2 separate regions of the Pan troglodytes genome follow, and region 1 is linked to region 2. A link is a contact called in public Hi-C data. All regions are on one chromosome and are shown on one strand. The core of a region is the stretch at or near the end of the contact, and the rest is flanking DNA. Distances in the headings are between cores, read along the strand shown. Region 1 holds the start of TEX10 (testis expressed 10). Region 2 holds the start of MSANTD3 (Myb/SANT DNA binding domain containing 3).

Evidence for each region. Hi-C and Micro-C count contacts between places; a contact is called where the count stands out from the background.
Region 1: a Hi-C map of stem cell-derived neural progenitor cells shows a contact between it and region 2, with 2.8 times the contacts expected there. The contact joins the promoter of TEX10 here to the promoter of MSANTD3 in region 2. A contact is called at or near these places in 1 of 7 Hi-C or Micro-C datasets (stem cell-derived neural progenitor cells) and 1 of 1 datasets of contacts at active chromatin or transcription factors (stem cell-derived excitatory neurons).

Annotation. Positions count from the first base shown.
Region 1 is chr11:38,159,464-38,163,977 of NHGRI_mPanTro3-v2.0_pri, forward strand. It overlaps TEX10 (testis expressed 10), which reads left to right and starts at 2,796. Exons shown (of 15, transcript NM_001280494.1): 1 at 2,796-2,961. LOC134807728 (major facilitator superfamily domain-containing 14C-like) reads right to left here and starts at 1,852. Exons shown (of 5, transcript XM_063788456.1): 1 at 1,638-1,852. The coding sequence starts at 1,790.
Region 2 is chr11:37,996,221-38,000,911 of NHGRI_mPanTro3-v2.0_pri, forward strand. MSANTD3 (Myb/SANT DNA binding domain containing 3) reads right to left here and starts at 2,559. Exons shown (of 4, transcript XM_063787625.1): 1 at 2,314-2,559.

The DNA.
Region 1 (4,514 bases), core at 1,546-4,045, 160 kb after region 2:
CTTAATGGGCTGAGTCTATAAACCCTGTCCTGCAGTGAAGTAGGGAAACAATAAGAGCTAGCGTTTGCTCAGCACCACTATGTAGCAGGTGTTTCCTAGACATTTATTCAACAAATATTTATTGAGGGCCTACTAGGTGCCAGACACTGCTCTAGCTACTTGGAATATACCAGGGAATAAAACAAACGACCCATGTAAAACTTACATATTAGTGGTGGATGAAGGACAGAATCAAATAATCATTATGATAAATAAGTAAATTACATGGTATATTAGAAGGCGATATGTTCTTTTTTATTTTATTTTATTTTATTATTATTATACTTTAAGTTTTAGGGTACATGTGCACAATGTGCAGGTTAGTTACATATGTATACATGTGCCATGCTGGTGTGCTGCACCCATTAACTCGTCATTTAGCATTAGGTATATCTCCTAAAGCTATCCCTCCCCCCTCCCCCCACCCCACAACAGTCCCCAGAGTGTGATGTTCCCAGAAGGTGATATGTTCTAAAAGGAAATTGCAAGTCCTGGGAGAAGGTAATTTGTTATTTTAAATGAGGTGGTCAGGGTAGGGCTCCCTGAGAAGATATTTGAGTGGACTCAGGGGAGGAGAGGGAGTTAGCCACATGGACTTATTGGGGAAGAGTGTTTCAGGCAGACAGAAAAGCTAAAGGAAAGGTCCAAAAGCAGGAGTGTGTCACTGGTGTTTGAGGAAGGCAAAGAAGCAAGTGTGACTGGAGCAGAGTAAAAAAGGGGAGAGTGGAAGGAGGAGTGCTCAGATGGTAAGAGACTGTGTCAGAATATGGAAGAGCTTGAGAACTGATATGGTTTGGATATTTGTCCCTGCTCAAATCTCATGTTGAGTTGTAATCCTCAATGCTGGAGGTGGGGCCTGGTGGGACATGCTTGGGTCGTGGGGGTGGATCCCTCATGGCTTGGTGCTTGTTTAGTGATAGTGAGTTCTCATCAGATTTGGCTGTTTAAAAATGTGTGGCACCTCTCTCTCTGTCTCTTTTCTTTTGCTCTCTCTCTTGCTCCTGCTTTCAACACGTGACATGCCTGTTCCCCCTTCACCTACTATGATTGAAAGCTCCCTGAGACTTCACCAAAAGCAAGCAGATGCCAAAATAATGCTTCCTGTAAAGCCAGCAAAACCATGAGCCAATTAAACCTCTTTTCTTTATAAATTACCCAGTCTCAGGTATTTCTTTATAAATTACCCAGTCTCAGGTATTTCTTTATAGCCATGCAAGAACAGCCTAAGGGAAGGCCCTAGAAAGGACTCTGGCTTTTACTCGAAGTGAAATAGGGAGCCATTAAAGGGTTTTGAGCCAAAGAGTGATCTGATCTAACCTAGATCTTAAAATAATCACACAGCTGCTCTGCTGATACCAGACTGTAGGGGGAAGAGGGACAATAAGGGAAGCAGGAAGATGTGTTTGCAGGCTTTTTGCAGTGATCAAGAAGCGGCTTGGACCAGAATGGTAGCAGGGGAGGTGTGTTAACTGGTGAAAGTTAGGATGTCTTTAAAGGTAGAGTCAATCTCCAGATGGATTAGATGTGAGGTGTGAAACAAAGAGGCCAAACCAAAAACCCAAAGGTTTCTGCTTGAGTAACTGCAAGGATAGACTTACTATTTGAGATGAATAAGCTGTAGGAAGAGTAGATTTCAAGGGGAAAATCATCAGTAGCTCTGTTTTGGACAAGTTGACCTTGAGATGTATACTGGATATCTGAAGGAAACATTGAAAAAACTGTTGGATACAAGTTTGGAGTTCCAGGGACATGTCTGGTTGGCAATAAATCTTTCCTCTTCTGATCTAGTCTCATAGCTTTAAATAGAATATAATGCCACATAATGCCAATGACTCCCAAATATTTATGGTTATGGTCGATTCCAGGCAGATTGTGGTGATGTAGCCATATTGCCAGCAAAGGGAGGTCAGGGTTTCTAGCGCTGCCTCTTTATCTCCGATTATGGAACAGGCATGGTTTTAGTTCCAGTGCTTGGGTCTCCCTGGATTTAGACATCATTCCTTTGAATTCCCACCCAATATAATGAGGGTCAATATCTTCGCCAGCTTTACTAAGTCTTAATTATCTGGTGAGGTGTAGACACAAATTTGAATCAAGGTCTGAAGCCCTTACCTGGGGCTCTTTCTTCCATGCCATCATGCCAGTCTTTGTGAAGACATTTTTCAAAGGCTCATTCTTCTTACCTCTTTTCTAGGAATTTTAGTTTATTTCTTTACTTAACTTCAGAAATTAATTTCTCACTTCATTTTAGTAGCAGGAATGTTAGTGCTGAGAAACTGAGATGTTAGGGAGAATCCTTGACCAAGACTTCCAGGCTCTAGATACTAGGTGTGTCTTGCTCTAATTAAGGAAATCTTATCTGCTCCATCTTAGCCCAGTTTAACGTCCCCAGGAATTCCATCTTCTGCAGTCCTAAACTTTTCCCTTTTTCAATTCAGTGCAACTTATACTCTTCTCTGAAAGTGGCTCCAGGTCTGAAGAACTGTGGTCTGGGAGGAATAGAAAAGCATGCTCAGCTATAACCAGGCCCACATCCCCTAAGTTGCCTGCCCACCAAGTTACGGGCCGGACTTATGCGCCACGCTTTGTCCGGGGACCTCGCGCTGTCCTCCCTCCGGTTCCCACAGAGCAGGGGGCTTCCGGCGGGGTACCCTCCTCTGTGGGCGGGGCCTACCGCTCCCGCTCCCGCCTCCCCGGTTGCGCGCGGCTGCGGGCTGCGATCACGTGAGCACAGCAGGGAGGGGGAGGGGCCCTGATTTCCGGGCGGCGGAAGGAGACGCGGCCGCGTGAGGACGAGGCTATTTGAAAACACGCTCCGGGAGCTAGAGCCTGAGGCCGGCGGCGCACGCTGTTGCCCCGTGGGCTTCTGCTCCCTCGCTTGTCTCCTCGGGCTCCTCGCCCCGGCCGCGGCCGGGTCCTCAGGTAAGCGGCCGTCGCCAGTCGGGCCGGGTCCTCCCGGGGCGCGGGACAGAGCGTGGTGGGGCCGTCGCCCCCCGATCCGCGGCCCAAGCGGGCAGGGTCGGCCGTGCACGATGTGCGTCCCCCGGGTCTGGGCCGCGGCGTCCCTCCGAGCTGGGCCTGGGTGTGCGGCCGGCACTGCGGGGGCGGGACCCCCTAGGGCGTTTGCGGAGCTTCAGGTGACTGGGCGGGTTCGCCCGGTTTCGGGTCCGAGAGAGTTTTAGGCCGGAGTGTGTGAATCGGGCCCCACTTCCCCGACTCTGGTCCTGGCCGGCGTCCCTTGGAGTAGGAGGAACGATGGTTTCCTAAAACCCACGGTGTGTTCGCCTCTGGGATGGATGCAGGACCGAATACGGAGTGGGGATGAGCTGGCGTCCCCTGTTCCGTCTTCTGGTCGCCCAGGCGGGAGAGTTAAGCGAGCGGAAGGGGACTACCAGTTTTCTGGGGTCGCCCCTGCCTGGGCCATTTGCTTTTTGGGAAGTCTGTCGCCTCTGGTTGGCCCCTCAGTGGAGTTTGGAGGAACTCATGAGTTTAAGGGTTTGGGGAGGAAATTATCAAAGGCCGAGTGCAGTACGATCGTTCTCTCTGATTTTTTTTGGAAAAGAAGGTGGAAATGAGGAAGGGTAAGAAGGTGGCAGGCAAACTATTTATAGTTGGAATTTAGTTCGATTGAAATCCTAAAAACGCTAGGATCTGCCTTTTGTTGGAATTAGCAGAAAAGACCTACAGTAGGAATGTGTGACATTCAGCTTTGAAACTATTGGGGATCGCAAACCTAAGGACTAGTGATGTGAGCTCCTCCTCTGAGACTGGCGTTCCTACCTTTTGCTAAAAAACGGCTACTGTAAAAGTGGCTTAGTGGGACTTTTTGATTTGCTGTGTTATGAAAATCTTTGTTATAAGTTAAAGTCAATTACTAGTAGAACTTTGAGAGTTCTTCGCATAAAAATGCTTTGTATCCCGTAATAATATTACTAGGTTTGAAAAGTCAAGGAAGGTCAATCAGCCTTCTTAATTTTCCTAACAGAGAAAGCAGTAATGTGACTAATACAAAGCGATAGATAATATGGCATAAAGTTGACAGTAGACTGTTGAAGATCTATCAGGTGGTTAATGGCTAAATAGAACCCACAGGAGTGGAGGAGGAAGGGAGTTAATTTTTCTGAATGTCCTGTACCATTTACTTTCGTGTCTGGTACCAGCTAGTAATAAAATTGTAGGAAAAGCTCACAAAGTGTGCTTGCTTAATTAATGAAAACCATTTTTGTATTAAAAGAGGCCAGGTGAGTATCATGGCCTTCTTTTTAGGCCTTATTCCCTCCCACCCACCCACCGACCCCCAGCTTTTTTTTTTTTTTTTTTTTTTTTTTTTTTTTAAAGACTAAGGTAACTAGAGGTGTGGGTGAGATGAAAATTTGGTAATAGGGACAAATGAAATAAGCCAAACTGTTTTGCCACGAAGACTTCCAGTCTTCAGGTTAATTCTGGTATGTTAAAGGTGGTTTTGCAGAGCTCAG
Region 2 (4,691 bases), core at 1,309-3,808:
CCCCAAAAAAAAACAAAAACCTGTGTCATAAGGTCTCATACTCACCTTGTTAGATATAGATTGGCCCTGAGTTCCCACTGGCTCAGAATGAGTTACTCTTCTATGAGCTCACTGACAGTTGTACATGACTGTACTGTAGCACTTCCCATATTTTTTGCAATTTGCTCTTTGCGTCCATCTCCCACACTGGACTGGGAAATTCCTAGGGGAATACATAATTTCTGACTCATCGCTGTATCCCCAGGATGTAACATATGACTCAGCACACGACTGGTGCTCAGCAGACATTTGTTGAATGAATGTTATCACGGACAGGGAATACGGTACTAGTGCTTGTTGAACTGCACGCCAGATATGTGAAAAAACATTATTTTATCCTCACAAAAAATGTACAAAGCTAAGAAATGGCAGAGCTAGGATTCAAACCCCAAACTGTCTATCTCTCCAAAGCAATTGCTCTTCCAACTATGCATGATGTTCCCTACCTTCACCATCGCTACGTACCCACCTACTCTCTGCTTCAATGCCTGGTTAAAAACAAAATAAACCACCCTTCTCCCAGACGTCTTTCCTACTCACTCAGAACAGGAGTGCCTGAGTCCAGCCCTTGATCTTCCACAATACGTTAACAAATCATCGCCAACTGGGAGAGGAAAGGGTGCCCCCTTGGTAGCTGAGAACTGAACAGCCTGTTGGGTATTCTGCAGATGGTGGGGTGAAGTCCTCAGCTCCTTCTTCTCCTGCCTTTCCCCACAGGTGCAGTGCCTGGGCCCTTCCTGCCTCTCTTCCTTCTTCAGGATCCAAAGCCTTTTTAGTTCTCCCCATTCTAAACCCAAAATAATCTCCTCAGGCCCATTACTTCTCTAACCCAGTGAATGGTGTTGAAAATGCACTCTTCCATTATATCAGTGAGACCTTTGTATTTTAAGCATCTCATCAACCATTAGGGCTGGCAAGCATCCCCATGCCCTGAAACACAAGAATTTTGTGAGAAGGGATAATGGCATTTTAGGAGGCCCAATCACCTGACCCTCCATCAATCTGAATATTTTTGGCGGCCTGGGAGTAAAAAGAGACAACCTATAACATCCCTCCCCACCCCCTGCCCCAGCAGCCTTTGTCCCCTAGCCCGGGTCTCTACGGGAGGGATGAAATCTGGCCCAGCAATGCTGCAGGGGAGGGATGGTGAACCCTGGTGCCTTCCTCTACATCTTCCTCCAGGACTTCAGAATCCTTCTTCTCCCCCTTGTCCAACCCATGTCTCTCTCTGGCCCCGGACTCCCACAGCCATCCTCAATCCTAACTCAGAAACTATGTTTTTTAATTAGTATTCAGCAATTTCCTTGGAATACAATCATCTGCTCTGACATGCTGAAAGGCACACTCTCTGGCCCTGATATTATCCTACCTCCAGTTTTAAATGTATGACAAATATATCCCTGCATCCTATAACTACTCTCCTCGATACTGCAGGAACGTCTGTAATGTTAAATGTTATCACGCCTAAGAAATACCCAACCTCCTGAATCGGAATAGGGAGACTAAATTCTTCACTGTTTCGTACTCCTAAATAAAGATTATTCATGCAATTTACAGTAACTACCTCACAGCGCCAGGGTGATGATTCAATGATAATTCATGCCAACTGTTTAGTACCTAGGGCCTGGTACATACAGAGTGCTCAAAATTTAGCTGTTATCATTTACATACATTATCTTTCACAATAGTACCTGAGGGTAGATATTATACCACGCCCCCCCGACCCCCGCCTCTAATTTACAGAAACAGTAGCCCCGGCTCGGAGTAAAGGAGCTTTCCCAAGGTCAGTCGAGCAAGGATGTGATGCTCGGCCTTCATCCTGCAAGTGAGGGATCCCTCCCGTTACACTCTGGACGGGCGGGGCACTGGAGGTCTTAAAGGAGACAAGTATGGAAAAGCGCCGAGCACAGTGATCAGCACACAGTGGTGACGCCGGGATGGGAAGACCGCGGTACTGCAGGTCACCTGGATTCCCCCTGAGCAGCTCCCCGAGCCCTGGAGTCCAAAGCCCACCCCGCTCCCAGCCATGGGCGCGCCACTGAGTACCCCGGAGGCCCGCGCCCCGGGGCTTTGTAGGCAGCAGGCCGGCCCTACTCACCGAGTCCCATCGCGGCGCGCAGAGGCGGCCGCCCGGCGCCCAGCCTGCAAGGCCGGGGTCGCGGCGGCTCGGCCCGAAACCCTCCATGCCGGCCCCCGGCCCCCTCTACGCCCGGCCCGCGCCCCCTACCCCCGCCCCCGCCCGGCTACGGCCCGCCCGGAAGGGGAGCCTCCTACCTGCAGCGGCGGCGCGGCAGCCGCGGCGACCGGGGGAGGGGCCGGCGAGGCGCGAGCGCGGGCGGCCTGGGCTCCTCTCGCAAGCAGGGCGGCCGGGAGGGCCGCGGGCTCCCGAGCGCCGGGCGGCGGCGGCGGCGCGCCCCCGGCCGGCCAGGCCCCGCCGCGCGCGCCGCGGCCACAAAGCCCGGACGCCGCCGCCCCCTCGCGGACCGCCCGCCGCCTGCCGGTCCGTCGGCGCCGCCGAGGAGGGCGGGAGCGCGGCCCCGCGCCAGTCCCCACTTCCCCGAGCTGCGGCCGCCGGCCTCCAGGGGACTGGGGCGGGGCGCGGGGTGCCCCCCCGCCCACCTGCCCGTCCGCACCGACCCCGCTCCTGACATCCTCGGGCTGACGTCCTCGTGCTGATTTAGTTGCCTTTTTTCCCCACCTTTGCAGAGGAGCTCCTGAAGCGGCCCGAAAAACTGTTTTATTTCTATGAACAACAAAAGAATACATTTGTCACACGGGATTTGGCGGCCATGAACACGAGTTAGTTCAGTCCAGGTCCCCCGACTGAAATAGGCCCTTTTCTTTTAGGACTCCTTGATACTTGGGACAGCGAATCCCCCTATGCTGAGTTTATCAGAACTTCTGTTAATTTGCGGAACGTGCCTCCCCCAGGACAGCGACTGTGCTCACTGGAGCCCAGGACCTGTCTCGGACACTGTGCTGACTCATTTGGAATTAATGCGTGTGTAAATGCATGCACAACAGCTCAAACTGTCGGGACAAGCCACCCTTTGCTCCTCCTGCAAACAGAGTGGCTGGATGTTTCTTTTGCCCTGGATCCATTGGGAAGACTCCAACCCCAGAGAAAGGCAGAGAAGGCTTTTTAACTTTTTTTTTTTTTTTGAGGTGAAATTCGCATAACATAAACCACTTAAAAGCGAACGATTTGGTGGCATTTATTACATTCATAATGTTGAGCAACCACTTCTATCTAGTTCTGAAACATTCATACTCCATTAAGCAGTAATTCCCCAGTCCCTCCTTCCTCCAGACCCTGGCAACGACTCAGCTATTTTCTATCTCTGTGAGTTTACTTTTTTCTGGGTATTTCATATAAATGCAACCATACAATATGCGGCCTTTTGTGTCGTTTCTTTGACTTAGCCTGTATTTAAGATTCATCCATGTTGAGGCGTGGATCAGTACTTCGTTCCTTTTTATGGCTGATTAATATCCCATTGTATGTGTATATTATAATTTGTTTATTCATTCATCCCTTGATAGATATTTGGGTTATTTCCACCTTTTGGCTATTGTGAATAGTGCTGCTCTGAACATGCCTGTACACATATTTGAGTACCTGTTCCCAGTTCTTTTGGATACATACCTAGGAGTGGACTTTCTGGGTCATAGGGTAATTCTATGTTTAACTTTTCCAGGAACTGCCAAAAAGTTTTCCACAGTAGCTGAATGAATCATTTTACATTCCCATCACCAATGTTTGAGGGTTCCAAGTTTCCACAACCTTGTCAACACTTGCAATTTTCCGTTTTTGTGTTTTAATTCCTTGAACATTTTTGAGACTATTGCTTGCCCTCCCAACTCCCACTATCCATAGCCCTAAAATAAAAACTGATCTAGGTTTTCACTATGTACAAAGAATCACGCAACCCTTTCTTTCTTCCCTCAAAAAACAATCCAGGGCAGAAGCACCAATAAAAATAAAGACCCTAAACTAAGAGCTATACTGGTCCTCATTCTTTTTCTTTTCTTTTTTTTTTGAGACAGAGTCTGCTGGAGTGCAATGGTGCAATCTTGGCTCACTGCAACCTCCGCCTCCCGGGTTCAAGCAATTCTCCTGCCTCAGCCTCCCAAGTAGCTGGGACTATAGGCATGTGCCACCACTCCTGGATAATTTTTGTAATTTTAGTAGAGACAGGATTTCGCCATGTTGGCCAGGCTGGTCTCGAACTCCTGACCTCAAGTGATCTGCCCACCTCAGTCTCCCAAAGTGCTGGGATTACAGGCATCTCATTCATTATTTTAACAATAATTTGTCTGATGTCCAGGAGGCCTTGAAATTGTCCAGAGAGCCTGGAAACTAAAATTATGCCAGGGGAGTTGCTACAATGTGCTAGCAAACAAACTATGATACCACACCGAAAGCCAAGGCTGTACATCATTTACACTTGTTTTCCACTTAGTGCCATATTATAAGTCCATGAAGATTCCCTTCTTAAATGCAGATACGGTCAAGGGAAAACTATTGGGGTGTGACATTAGAAGGTCAATTCAGATTGGAAATTTGATTGATAAAGTGATACAGTGTGGAAAAAGCACTAGATAAACGTGAACTAAGTTAAGCTCCTGAATCTCAGTTTTCTCATTTCATT